3 separate regions of the Mus musculus genome follow, and regions 1 and 3 are each linked to region 2. A link is a contact called in public ChIA-PET and HiChIP or PLAC-seq data. All regions are on one chromosome and are shown on one strand. The core of a region is the stretch at or near the end of the contact, and the rest is flanking DNA. Distances in the headings are between cores, read along the strand shown.

Evidence for each region. ChIA-PET counts read pairs in DNA pulled down with a chosen protein or histone mark. HiChIP or PLAC-seq counts read pairs in DNA pulled down with a chosen protein or histone mark.
Region 1: a contact with region 2 is called in an RNA polymerase II ChIA-PET map of memory CD8 T cells, with 6 read pairs. The contact joins the enhancer-like site here to the promoter of Atp5e in region 2. A contact is called at or near these places in 1 of 39 promoter capture datasets (liver), 12 of 484 Hi-C or Micro-C datasets (CD4 T cells, the G1E-ER4 cell line, LSK cells and 7 more), 5 of 115 datasets of contacts at active chromatin or transcription factors (bone marrow-derived macrophages, embryonic stem cells, memory CD8 T cells and 2 more) and 2 of 9 other capture datasets (liver and macrophages).
Region 3: a FOXA1 HiChIP or PLAC-seq map of pancreatic cancer cells shows a contact between it and region 2. The contact joins the enhancer-like site here to the promoter of Atp5e in region 2. A contact is called at or near these places in 3 of 39 promoter capture datasets (cranial neural crest and embryonic stem cells), 2 of 115 datasets of contacts at active chromatin or transcription factors (embryonic stem cells and pancreatic cancer cells) and 1 of 9 other capture datasets (embryonic stem cells).

What each region holds. Positions count from the first base shown.
Region 1 is chr2:173,676,710-173,681,227 of GRCm38.p6, forward strand. All of the region lies in intron 2 of Rab22a (RAB22A, member RAS oncogene family), which reads left to right. Among named protein-coding and RNA genes, the nearest start is that of Rab22a, 19 kb to the left of the region's middle. Within about 2 kb of position 2,667, at least 61 of the 459 cell types and tissues checked have an H3K27ac peak or open chromatin away from gene starts, as enhancers often do. A contact at or near this core is called in Th1 cells, bone marrow-derived macrophages, macrophages and 2 more, where this site is marked.
Region 2 is chr2:174,461,845-174,466,236 of GRCm38.p6, forward strand. It overlaps Atp5e (ATP synthase, H+ transporting, mitochondrial F1 complex, epsilon subunit), which reads right to left and starts at 2,257. Exons shown (of 3, transcript NM_025983.3): 1 at 2,121-2,257; 2 at 656-785. The coding sequence starts at 2,152. The coding sequence ends at 659. It overlaps Prelid3b (PRELI domain containing 3B), which reads right to left. Exons shown (of 6, transcript NM_025531.2): 6 at 3,247-4,092. The coding sequence ends at 3,970.
Region 3 is chr2:173,787,670-173,792,660 of GRCm38.p6, forward strand. It overlaps the pseudogene Gm14371. Among named protein-coding and RNA genes, the nearest start is that of Vapb, 53 kb to the left of the region's middle. Within about 2 kb of position 2,757, at least 109 of the 459 cell types and tissues checked have an H3K27ac peak or open chromatin away from gene starts, as enhancers often do. A contact at or near this core is called in pancreatic cancer cells, where this site is marked.

The DNA of each region.
Region 1 (4,518 bases), core at 1,417-3,916, 780 kb before region 2:
GTCACAGACATCCGCCATTGTGCTTCTGAGCTTGTGTTTAAATGGCAGTGCCTTAGCAAGAGAAAGAGTGTGGTGCATAAGGATATTAAGGAGATATTCAATATGTTCATGGTCGGGTCATGTTGCCAGCTGCAATTGTTTCATTTAATTGCACTGTGTTATTTCATCAAGACATTAATATGAGTAGGAGGGTGTTGATTTAGGACAAGTTTTAGATCCACTAAAATTAATTGTAGGTTTGTCCTTGAAGCCCCATGTTTTATTTGGGCCCATTAGTTCTTCAAGCACAGTGTGTGATGCTGTGTAAGTTTACCAGGACTCATGAACTCCACATTCCATCTTTAGGCTCTGCATTCCCTTCAGTTTGCCTTGGTACTATGATACTCACACCATCTGCCTTCTAAGCACTGTTAGTTCCTGCAGCCTCTGGCCTCACAGCCTGCAGAGGTTCTCTCTCACTTGGAAGGGTGGATACTCTGGCTTGGACAGTTCCTTATTTGCTTCTTCTAGCACTTTAAAATGCACTGCTCACTTGGAAGGGCCCTGATATCTGTGTTTCTGCTGAACAGTTCACCCTGCCTGTGTCTTCTGTATAGGGAATGTCTGTCTTTAGTCTCTGACTGCTTTGGGAGCCCACTCTTTACCTCTTGTTTGGCCAGTTTATCTTGACACACAAAATATAAAATACCCTCTGGGTTCATCAACTTTCTTGGACCTGAAGTTTGACTTTTACAAAATGTGGACATTACTTACAGTGATTTTAGAAGTTTTGTTTGTTTGTTTTGTTCCTGCCCCATTTTTTTTGTCTCGTGTGTGATATGGGAGTTCTGTGTGTGCAACGTGCTCAGTAAGCCAAGGAGGCTCCGGACGTCTCCTTTTCTCATCTCTTTACTTTTCCTCTAAGGCTTATACAATTTCCACTTATTTGTCTTCAATGCATTTGGTCCTTTGGTCTGCTGTCTCCAAGATTCCAGTCACCACATCATATCTAGTACCTTTTAATTTTTTTTTAAATACCTTTACTTATTTTTGTGTGGGGAGTGCCTATGCCACAGCACATATATGGAGGTCAGAGGACAATTTAAAGTTTCTGTGTGGGTCCTGCAGAGAAAACCAAATTTTTAGGCTTGCCGGCCAGCATCTTTACCCAGGAAGCCTTTTCACTAAGCCCTCTTCTGTTTTGTTGTTGCTTGGTTAGTTTGGTTTTTTGTTTTGTTTTGTTTTGTTGTTTTTGTTTTGTTTTTGAAGCAGACTTGAGGTTTATTAAATATTATTAAGTACATTATTAAAACATAGGTGTAAACACAGCATTAAGAGTGAATATTGGACATGTAAAAGGAGGATGGTACTGCACACCGCAGAACAGCCACCAGCCTCTCTGCAGAGCAGCAACTCCATGTCTTAGTTGCTCTTTATGTGAATTTGGTAGCTTTTGAAGTCACATCTACTTACACTATTCAAAGATGTAAAAGATGGGGTAGAAATGTTCACTTATTCCTGCTATTGGCTGCAAGACTTGAAAGTGGTTTACAGAATGTATGGCACAGGTTCCCAGGCCTTTAGATAAAAACATAGTCAAAGGGAGCTTTGTTATGCTTAGGTCACAATCCAAAACCTATTTTGACTGTAAACACAGTTTATAATCTTGCTAAAGAGCTCTTCCAGCAGCAGATGTGAGGGGCTCCTCTTAACTTCTTCCCATCTTTCTGCTCAGACTCAATTTTTCTTTTTGAGACTTAGATCATCCCTTTGAAGGTTTGTTCTTATTTTTTAGACATGGTCAAACTCTATAACCCAGGTTGACTTACTACTCACTATGTAGTCCAGGCTTGCCTCAGACATGCAGTGATTCCCCCTGCCCCAGCTTCCCAGCTACTAGAATTATATGTGTGAACCACCACACCCACTTTGCAGTCCCTTAATCCTACATTTTCTGAATCTTCCTGTTGAATAGGGATGAAGACCCTGTTCTCCAAGTGTGAAAATCCAGTCTAACAGCTCTAATGGGGACAAAGTCCAGGCTTGGAGACTGAAGGGTTATCACATGATTGAGGTCTAAAAGGAGGATATCATTACTCAGTATATAGCACACATACAAGCATTGCTAAGCCTGGTCATAAGAGTAGCACCAGAAACATGCATATGTGTGCTTCAGCATGTGAAAACCAGGGGTCAACATCCAAGTTTTCTTCAATGTCTTTCCACCTTATCTTCTGAAACAAAGTCTCCCTTGGACCGTGAAGCTCAGCAGTCTTGGTAGACTGGCTGGCCAGTGCGCTTAGTCCTCTCCTCAGTGCTGGGTTGCTGGGTTACAGACATGGCCTACCACACAGTTTTCTACAAGGTGCTATGTATTCACACTCAGTTCCTCAGGATCACACTCACTCCATCATCAGTTTAGTGGCAAAAATGAACTGGAAATGTACATGAGGAAGATTTCTAGGACTGGAAAATGTTGTGACTATATTATTTTGGGTGATAGTTACATGAGACTATGAAGTTTTAAAATTCATTGGCCTGAAAATATTATACTACATTTTATTGTACATCAACTCCACCTGTTCTCATTTCATTTACTGCTGTGATAAACCACTCTGACTGAAAACAACTTGGGGAAGAAAGAGTTTCAGCTACATCGGATGACAGCTCATCACTGAGGGACAGGAGCCATGGGGGAGGGGAGCGTTACTGACTGCCTCACCCTCTCTCTGCCTTGTTCACAGGCTCATGCTCAGAGTTTCAGTTTTGTTTTCATTTTTTTTAAGATTGTTTATTTTTAGTGCGTGTGTGTGTGTGCATGTATCTTTCTGTGGGGTATGCCTATGGAGACCAGAAAAAGGTATCCCAGCCCCTGGAGCTAAAGTTACACTTGTTGGGAATATTAGGAACTGAGCTAGGGTGCTGTGAAAGAACAAGAGATGGAAAAGGAAAAAAAAAAGAAAGAAATGTAAATAAAGAAAAAAAAAAAAGAGAGATGGTTGTCAACAGCTGAGCATGTTTTCAGCCCCTCTGCAGTGTTCTCACACCCCAGCTCTAACTGCCTAAGGATGATGGGATGGCTTATATATATATAATATATATATGTATATTATATATATATATATATTCACTCAAGACCTCACTCTCACTTAGACTTTTCTGTGCTGTGTCAAGTTTATACCCAAGGCTAACCAAGACTATACCTCAATAGATTACAGTTTTTGTAAAGCTCCATCTTTATAGGGACAGAAAATGGCATTTTTTTTCTGTCTCTATAACAAAATTGCTGAGATAATTAATTTACAAAAGGCAAGGGTGGTTCTTTTAGCTTATCGTTTTGGAGGCTGCACTGGATGCTCAGTTGACCCTCTTGTGTGTTGCTTCTGTCCTGTGCAGCACAGCATCCTGAGAGAGTGCAGCAGGGTAGGCTCCGGGACCTCATGGCTAAACAGTAAATGAAAAGTGAGGGACCCTCAACCCCTTTTTACCTGTCAAAAGGTTCAGTGCACATCCCAGTGAGGTCATACTGGTGCCAAAGCTTTAAATACATGAACCTCTGGGAAACACCTGGGAAGTTATTCCTCACTTTCACAAGATGGTTGAGGTAAAGGAAGGTCAGTTGACTCATCTCATGGCACATGGCATCAAAATTAATCAGCCAAGCTGGGAAACTCCCTTGAAGGTTTGCTTCTCACCCTGTGTGCAGCGATTGTCTCCTTCAGTCTTGCCCAGCAACTGTACTTCCAGGGTTCTGTCCTACAGAGAGCTCCCTAGACTGTTAGCATTCTGTCTAAACTCCACCCCCATAGTTACCTGGCAACAGCCAGGTAGGCCTGACCCACACTATAAAGGGGACTGCTTGCTGTGTCTCTTCCCCCATCTCTTGTTCCTTTCTTGCTCTTTTGGGCTCTTGCTCCCTTCCTCCCCCCCCCCCCCTTCCCCCTTCTCTCTCCACATGCTCTCTGCCTTTCTCTGACTCTACTACCCTCTTAACTCCCCTCCCAATGCCCTGAATAAACTCTTATTCTATACTATACTGGCGTGTGACTGGTTCCTCAGGGGGAATGGATGCCTTAGCATGGGCCTGCTGAGGCCTCCCCTTACCCCACGTCTGACTACACCCCCAGAGAATATATCCCCTCTCTCTTTATCTTTTTATAAACACATCATTAACACTGTTAATTATTGTATAAAGTGCAGTGAAACAGCTTGAAAATACAGATCGATGCCCCTCCTTAGAATTGGGAACAAAACACCCATGGAAGGAGTTACAGAAACAAAGTTTGGAGCTGAGACGAAAGGATGGACCATCTAGAGACTGCCATATCCAGGGATCCACCCCATAATCAGCTTCCAAACGCTGACACCATTGCATACACTAGCAAGATTTTATCGAAAGGACCCAGATGTAGCTGTCTCTTGTGAGACTATGCCGGGGCCTAGCAAACACAGAAGTGGATGCTCACAGTCAGCTATTGGATGGATCACAGGGCTCCCAATGGAGGAGCTAGAGAAAGTACCCAAGGAGCTAAAGGGATC
Region 2 (4,392 bases), core at 1,007-3,506:
GGGGCTTATTTTTGAAGTAACCATGCAAACACAGTAGTGGGGAGATAGAATCAGTCTGGAGAAGTGCATCTGAATTCACTGGACCACCTTGTCCTGGCAACTTCTTACACCCCAACACCTCCGCACAGGGAAACTGAGCCAGCCTCCCTGAGCACACAGGGAGCTCAGCAGAGCAGGACTTGCCTGGGGTTATGAGCCTTCCTGCCCGGATGCTGGGAGAAGGGATGCGTGAGACACCAGCAGCTATGGGGAGGACCATTCGAAGTACTGCCGTCCATGCCTCATGTTCCAGACCGTTACATAACTCCAATAGCAATTATAAGGGGGGGGGGGCATCCTCCCAATTACTTGATTTTGTGCAGATAAATGAACCAGGTTTAATTAAAATAAGATGGCTTTCTATCTCAGGGTTGCTAACTGCACTGAAAAATCAATTTGCCAATTACTGTTTGCCGGGGCTGTACAGGGCTCCCCTCCCTCATGCCAGGCGACCTCTACAACCTGCACACTTGGAATGATCACCCCAGTATCCGGCATCATCCAAGCCCACCGCCCACCGAGAGGCAGACGCTCAAACTAAAGTTTTTGGGTTTGGCTTTATGGCACTTTAAAAACTTTAAGAGGCAACTTGTGAGGAAACCAGTGACTCACTCACCAGCTACTCCTTCTTCGAGACTTTCACAATTTTTATGCTGCTGCCCGAAGTCTTCTCAGCGTTCGCTTTGAACTCGGTCTTCAGGGCATCCCTCACTGCTTTTGCACAGATCTGGGAAAACCGGATGTAGCTGGCAAAGTGAGAGAGGATACGAGGCTGGTTACCAACAGCTGGAATGGCGGTGTCATGAGGTGTGATACCCTGGTTTTCTTTCCATAATTTTGGTTGATTACTAAGGTAAAATTGGACTGAAAACTGGGCAATATCAAACAGGATCTATTCAAAGGAAACAATCGGAACTGTGCCCCCCAGATCAGCTGGTACTTGGCTGGGAGGTCACAATTCTTGGCAGTGTATCTTTTCAGGACTTAGTAATTTAAAATAAGGGTTGGTTGGTTTGTTTGCTTTTTTAAGTCCCACAATGTAGGAAAGATTCCCCAGCCCATTTCTGTATTTAATTGCTTTAATTATATTATTCCTACAACACACACACACACACACACACAATTAGGAAAGCTATTTTGAATTAAAAGAGTGCTTTTCATGGTCAACTATTAAAGGCACTGCTGAAAATATTGGATTTTTGCTCTTGTCTATCGTGAAAACACTTCCTAACCAAGGTTTCCAAACTTCTCAGAGAACATCACCAGTAGCAAACAGAGCTCAGAGGAAACTTCCTGTTAGGTAGATGGATTCACCTGTCAACACTATTATCCCAGAAGATAGCACTTTTCACACTTTTTGAAACCAGAGATGGAGGAGTGGCTGGCTGTTTCTCCTGCTTTAAATCTGTTTGGGGAGCTCAGGAGCAAAGGGTTTAACCTGCAAAGCACCGGGGTAAAAATAATAGCTGTCCTTCAAGCGGCTGGGCGCAGGAAAATAAGGTGATGGACGCCATGGGAGATAGTTTAATAAGAGGCATCAACTGTGAGCCTACCGTCCTTTTGTTCTACACAACTTTGCTTGAACTCTGTCGGGGCACTGGGCCTTCAGCCTGATACCCAGAAAGGTGTTCCTCCACCCAGCACACTAACAAGATGCACTCCCTGGAGCAAGGAAACCATGCACCACCACTCCTAGGCCCACAGCTCGCACCCATCACGGGGCCCCTGCAGGGCGCTCCACAGGTTAGAGGGCTTTCACCTTTTTTCACTACTGGGAAAAGGTCACTAAGGTCACACTTGAAAATGAACTTGTGCGCCCCTCCCTCTGCGCAGGTGAGCAAGGTCAGTGTCAGCGTGGCCAGGTCAAGGGTGCTGTGCACTTGGCCGTCACAGCGATCATGCAGGTACTGTAGGCTACCTCTCCCGAGGAGCAGCCACCTCTGTTTAGGGTCCCTGACCCCATGACCCCGCGAAGAGCCTTGTCCACGGCGACGCCATCTTGGAGGGTGGCCGCGTGGCTTGGCCGTCTCGTACGGCCTGGTGACGGCCGGCCAGGCCTTCCCAACGCTTTCTGGGCGTACCTGAGTCCAGCCTGTCGCCAGTACGCCACCATGGTGTCTCGAGCGGGCGCGTCGGGCAGAACCGCTGGGTCGCTTCAGAGTAGCCTCAAACCGGCCCGGCAGCAGGAAGGTCAGGCCTGAGTAGCGGAAGGGGTGGGGTACGCGGACCTGCCAGTCAGCGCCTCATCCCGCCCTTGCCAACCAGGAGCCAATAGGAGCGCCGGTCGCGCCTTGCCCATTGGCCGAGCGGCTACCGGAAGCTGTGGCCGTAGAGACACCTGGGAAAGCGAGGCCGCTGCATGCCGGTCACCTTCCAGGTGCTGCGGGCAGGGGGCGGGGCCTCCTCGAGCCCGCTCTGAGTGACAGCTAATGTTCCTGTCTGCATGTACCCATGCCCAGGATTCCATTTGTACTCAGGCAGAATTCACGATGGAACCACATTGCAAAGTGGAAATGTATATACTTAAAAAAACATCATCAGGGCATCAGACCCTTCCAGAACAGGTGTAACTCCTAGAAACCGTACCTGACACTTTGTCCAACAATGTTAAGTAGTGCTCTGTTTAGCTGGAACATTCATTCCACTTGTCAAACGATTTTTCCTTTACTTTTTAAAAATCTTTTACAAATGTCCAAAGAATTATTAAACTGAGTAATCCTTTAAAGTAGGAAGCTAAGAACTTGAAGTTGTGGTTTTGTATGCATGCTAACTGGTCTCTTCAGGAAAACCCACCCCATAAAAGGCAAAAGGCAGTCACCAGTCACCCAGGCAAAACTGTACACATCAAAGCCAACACCACTTAGACAATCTCTGTGGCTGTTTTGCAGCCATCCTGAGTCCCCACGGGGCGCAATCTTCTAGGACTTCCCTCAGACCATGGTGTTCCTCCAGGCTCTTCTCATCTAATGCCCTGAGTTAAGGTGAGAAGATCTGGGTCCTAGGTGACATGTGTTGTCTCAAATGATGGACAGCTCTTCATGTAATAAAGCTGTTTTGTGGTCTTAACTGCCTCAAGAAGTACTCATATTCCGATAACCTGACATACCATGTCTTAGCAACTACAAACCCATGACATTTATAAGTCAATGTGAAGTGCTCAGAGATGGGAAGAGCTGCTCTTCTGTCTCAGTGTTCTGTTAAGAGTGATGAGACACTCAGGTAATGACTTTATTTTTTCGGTTAACATAACCAGCCCACAGTACAGCATGCGAAATCACAAAGTACAAATTCAAGGAAGGGAATGCCTTTACTAAGTCACAAAATTTGGCAAATTATTATAGTACCCGTTAATACAATAAAATACTATTTTTGCTGGAGTCATATATTACCTTACTGTTAATTTTCACTCCAAAAATATCATTTAAAAGTACCAAATCCAAACACTGGTTTCCAGCAGGGCAGGTTATTTTATATAAATTAATGTCATTTAAATTTTACAGGTTCTCTTTGTAGAGTGAGTCCCTCATGCAGGCAGTTCTGGTTCACAGCAGCGGGCAGCTGTGGACAGGAGGGCGGCTGGGCTCTGCTCTGGTTGGTCCGCAGCCAGGTAGTGTTCCAGTACCTGGAGCTTTAAGAGACTCCAGATCAACACCAATTTCTTCTAAGTACTTAAACAACAACAACAACAACAGCAAACAAACCCGTTAACTGTTCACATGAACACAGCCTCTCCCAGTCTTACATCCTCCCCTCAGATGATCCCTCTGATTTAGAGGTTCTGGATCTTTTGTTTAGATCAAAAGTCACAGCCTTACCCCACCTCATTAAAAAAAAAGATCTACCTAAAATAATTGTGTCTTTTAAATAACAAATAATATGATGCCAGCTTGAGAGTCCTGGAGCCCTGATGCTGCACACCAATTTCCATTGTCATTTGTCCACCAGTGCTGCCGCTGCCGCCATTGGTGTCCTTATGCTTCCTCTTGCTGATGCTGCCAATTCCTCAATCTCAGCGTTCAGTTTATGTATCACCCACTCCATTGCTTCTCGGCCCTTAAAAAGTGCAACGCATTTATTGTTAGCAACAGTGAAGGTGTGACCACGTTTGGTGTGTGTGTGTGTGTGTGTGTGTGTGTGTGTGTGTGTGTGTTACAGGCTAACTAAACCACAGGGACAGATCTCTTGTCCTCGCTGTCTTTCTCTTTTCAGTTATTATTTACCAAATACCAAATGCCTTGAGCAATTGGCTTGATCCAGAAACAAATTTTATTTTGTATACAGAAGATGTTCTCAGAATCGTACAATTGAGTGGCAGGGTGTCTTGCTGACTGACTGGTTAGCTTGGTCACGCCC
Region 3 (4,991 bases), core at 1,507-4,006, 670 kb before region 2:
CATTTACATATAAACATATATACAATTTAGGTTAGGATTTGCATATGAGGGAGAACATGCATTTCTTTTCTTTCACCTTGCTAAATATGCTTTTCAGGTCCATCCGTTTTCCTGTAGATTTCACAATTTCATTTTTGTTTACAGCTGAATAATATTCCACTGTATATGTGCACCATGTCTTTATTATCTATTCATCTGTTGATGGACATCTAAGTTGGTTCCATTTTTAATTTTATTTAATTTATTTACTTACTTATTTTTTGTATAGTACATAGAGCAGCAATAAGCATGGATGTGCAAATATCCCCATGGTAAGACATGGAGTTCTTTGGGTAAGGACCAAAGAGTGGACTAGTTAGGTCTTTCTTCTTTTATTTCTTTTGTAAAACCACAGCTCTTATCAGGTCTTTGTGAAAGGCATATGTGGGACATAATTTTTCTGAGAAAAATACAGGAAGCTGTCCCATTCTGTCCTCACACTTGACTAGATAGTTGTACTGGATATAAAAGTCAAGGTTGCTTGTGCCTTTGGGGATTTTGAAAACATCATTTCACTTCTAATAGTTCCCTTTAAAAAAAATCTAAAATCACCCCAAATTTCTGCTGTTTATTTCTGGGAAATTTTTCAACTCTAACTTACAATCTTTTGACTTTTCTGCTTTTTTTTTTTTTTTTTTCTTTTTTTTTGACAAGTTTCACAATATAACCATGGCTGGCCTGGAACCTTCTATATAGACCAGGTTGGTCTCTAACTCACAGAGATCCATCTGCCTCTGCCTCCTGCATATTGTAATTTTCAAGATTTCTTTCTTTCCCAGTTTGTATTTGTGAGTGACAACTGCTTCTTGTGTGTATGTATGTATGTATGTTTGGTGTTTGGGAATTATTTCTAGAGATAGGATCTCCTGTGATCCAAGCTAATATCCAACTTACTACAAAGTTGAAGCTGGCCTTGAGCTCCTGCCCCTCCTATTTCATCACCATATTTAGCAGATGTAGATTTTTTTTTCCTCTAGGGACATAATTGTTCTTTGATACATGTTTGCTTTTTCTAGCCAAAGAAACTGGGAAAGGCAGGTTTTTTATTTGTTTGTTTGTTTGTTTGTTTGTTTTTCTGTTTTCTGTGGTGCTTAGAATCAAACACAGGCCTTTGTCTGGTCTAGCACATGACTTTGTGCATATTTAAAGGGTTAAAATCTTCCATCTGCTATCTGGCTGCATGCTCTTGCTCACTTCCTCTATGGAAGCCATGGACAACAGGATGCTGTGCGCTATCTAACACTAGGGTTCGATTCACAGCCCATATCATTCTCAGTATGATAATTCTGCTCCTGGTTGTCGCTGACTCCAAGGGGTTGAATGTTTGGTTCTTCTCTGGCTCTAGCTGGACACAACTCCTTAATTTACACACTTAGAAGCACTGCAAAGATGCCCTGTGCCCAGCCCTTCTGCTCTTCTGTTGTTGTAAGCTGGCCAGGCAGCCAGTTCTCTAAGCCCAGACCTGTGACACATGAGCTTGCTTCTGAGCCTTATCCTGACCACCTACGAATTCAGCTCTCCAAGGCCTACTGTCAGGGAGGAGCTACTACCTATCCATCCCAGCCTCAGTCTCACTCCCATCTTGCTGGCCACATTCTCTTCTCCCTTTCTACTTAGCCTAGAACTTCTGAAGGAAGTGGAGGGAGAGGAACAGAGCCCTGACCCTCTTCAGCTCAGAGTCTGAAAGCCGGACTCCCTCCTGAGGTGTCTTGCATTTCTTTTAACAAACAAGACCTCCTTTGCTTGTTACTTCTCCCCTTAGTCTAAGAGATTTAAAAGGTACCCCAGGACTAAGATATCAATTATTAAATGCCCCCTAGGAAGGGCAACACACTGGGAGGAGGCCCCCCTCAACAAGTCTGCACAGTGTTGTTGGTTTTCTAATTGGGGGCTGGATGGCCTAGAGCCCTCTGCCAGTCACCTGCTGTGGGGCAGGCCTTCAGGGCCAGGGCAGGAGGCTTGACCGACCTATGGCTCTTTCAAGGGGTTCAGGACCTCTCGGTCCCTTGGGGTGCCTGGGACAGTGTCAGGTCCCGTGGCCTCCTGATCTGAGACAGGAGTTACCCTCGATGCTCTAAAACCAACTACCCCAAGAGAGCCAAGTGTCCTCCAGGTCTTATGTCTGCGTTTGGCTCCGTCCATTCTTTCTGAAAAAGCAGTATGGAGAGTGCTTAAAGCCAGTGTGTGCCTTGTAGATACTTAATAGCCCATCCTGAGCCTCCAGACAGGATGCGGGCGGCATTTACCCATTCAGCCAGTGTTTGGTAAGCTCCCGCCTGCAGGGCCAGGTGACACTGCAAGCGGGAGGCCCAGCAGGGGCCCTGACAGGAGGTCTGCTGTTCTGGAGATCCAAGTGAATAAACAGGATGTTGTTGATAAATGTGTGATGGAGATGTAGGGGGCGACAACCCAGCTGAGCAGGGGCTGAAGGAGCCGGAAGGAGTGGGCTGAGCTCTGTGAGAAAACAGAGATGACCACAGAATGGCTGGCATGGAGGAGGGGGCTGCCTGGACTATAGGAGAGTCCTCCAGTGTGGACGGATGATTTCTGCCCTTTGTGGAAGTGGGTCTTCCATCTCTTCAGGTGACTAGCTCTGAGCAGACGGGAGGTGGACGGCTGCCACCCGAAGCCCACCTCTGTAAGTGGGAACAACCCCTGCCCCCAGCCCTCATCAGTGACTAATGGCCCTGCACCAGCCCCTGCCAGGGCCCTAATGCAATTCCACCTGCGTCAGAGGCTCCAGCCAGAGCCTGAGTCACCCTGGCTCCCAGGAGAGGACACACGGAGAGGCCGAGCGAGCGTCAGCAGCACACACACACACACACACACACACACACACACACACACACACACACACACACACACACACTGCTTCTTTGCTCGGTGGTACCGCTGGGAGATTAAACACATTCGCTTAGAGAAAAGCAAAGAAACAACGGCCTCTGCTAGGCAGAGTCTGGTAGCTAACGGGCCTCCGAGAGCTGTGTACAATCTAAACTTTTTATTAAAAAGAAAAAAAGCTCTTTTGCTCTCCTGGGACTTGCACTGTGAAATTATCAACCGCACGGGCTTTGCCTCCCTGTCAACGTGACTGCACACACAGTGGAGAACATTAATTTTGTTTTGTTTTTTCACAGCCGAGACTAGGCTCTTCCCTTCTGCCAAGGAGAATGCTTCTGGGTCTCTCTCTCTGCCAGGGTGGCAAGGCCTGGGGGTTTCGAGGCCCTGGCCTCTGCCCACCACTTCTCTCCTCACTAAAAGAGGCTTTCTTCTGTCAGCTCTCTCCATAGTGGGCATAGCGAACGAAGCCCAGCCCGGAAGCACCCTCTGATTTAGCGTATGTAACCAGGTAGCACAGGACCTGCTGAGCCATTCCAAATGACCTTCCCTGTTACAGCAAGAAGCCCCCACATTCCTCCTAGAACGCCCTGACCTCTGTCCCCAGCCGGGATCTAGCTGACCCAAGCCTCTGCTTACTGTGAAGCCCTGTGCCAAGCCCCTCTCTGTGCCCACATGTCTCCATATGGAAGCTACAGAGAAACTGCTTCAGTCTTTCCCACCAGGGAGGCCACAAGTGGCCTTTGGCTTTCACCAGTCCCTGTATCCTCAAGAGTCACCTATGTTCTCAGGCCCTTTCCACCCGGCCCCAGGCATTTCTGAGCCCACCGGGAAGATGCTGAGATGGGGTTACATTGTCTAGAAGATAGACATGAATGAATTAAAAGCCCTTCTAACACTGATCAACATGTGGCCATGGTGGGTGGAAGAGAGGGGGGGGGGTGATGTTTTGGGGGGAGGCACTAATGCTAGTCTTCTTGAGGAGATAGTATTCAGTCTGAGACTTGAATGAAAGTGCCGAGGGAGGACATGTGGCAGAGATCCCCAGCCAGCCCCCTTCTGCAATCAAGAAACAGAGAGGCAGACACATCTGGGGTGTAGGGAGCCTTGGCTGGACGCTGCTGCAGACAGCCAGAGCTTCGGTGCTCCGTATAGGAGGCACAATGGAGGGATGAGGGAGGGGGTATTGGGAGTACGCAGCAGGCTGGGCTTCACCCCTGCTTTGTTCCTCTCTCCTCTCTCCCACATGTCTTTTCTTTGGAACTATAGTCCCGTTGGTTGACTTTAATAACCAGTGAGAACATTTTTCAGGCTGTTTAACTTTATTAAAAGATTTAAATTTGATGATGAACGTTGGCATGGTTGCTTCAAGCCTCAGAGGCTCGCTCAGCCATGGCTGTGTCCTCGACACCTACTGTCATCCCCACAGGGCTAACCTCCCTCCCTACTGCCATGTAGTCCAGGACTGTAAATAATCTAATTATTTCTTGTACTTTGGTAAATATGCCAGGAACACTCGTAGCTGTCTGAGACCCACAGAGAATATTAACTTGGTGCCTTCCCCCCTCCCCTCTCCCAGAGAAGAATGGATAATAAGTTAGAGCAGTCTCCTTGGCCTGATTGAACCACACACTGTCTCGGAGAGGCCAAGGGCTTTCCTCTGCATGCATCATTAGCCTCATATAGGATTGTTCAAGATCTGTGATAAGAGACACGGGTGGGAGGAGGCAGAAGGAGCTGGGGACAAGTGTCTCACAGCCCTGAAAACCCTTGAGCCCACTAGGACACCAGTTAATCTCGCAGTGTGCAGATGACGGACACCTAGGCCTATGAGCAGGGTCCCCACCGTGATGACAGCACCCCTGAGCGGATGAGAACCCGCTATATTAGCATCGCGGTGTGGGGACATTGGGGGGGTCAGGCTTGCTGGGTCCTGCCTCCAGATGTTGCTATGCAGCCTCATGGCCCTGACCTCCCCCTGGGGCAGTCCCGAAGATGCTTGCTGTGTTCCTCCCCGTCTGTTGACAGCAGCAGATTCTGGAAGAAGATGCAGGGCTAATTACAGAGCACATTGTGCTGCAGCTATCATTAGTATTAATTAGTTTCCAAAGGCA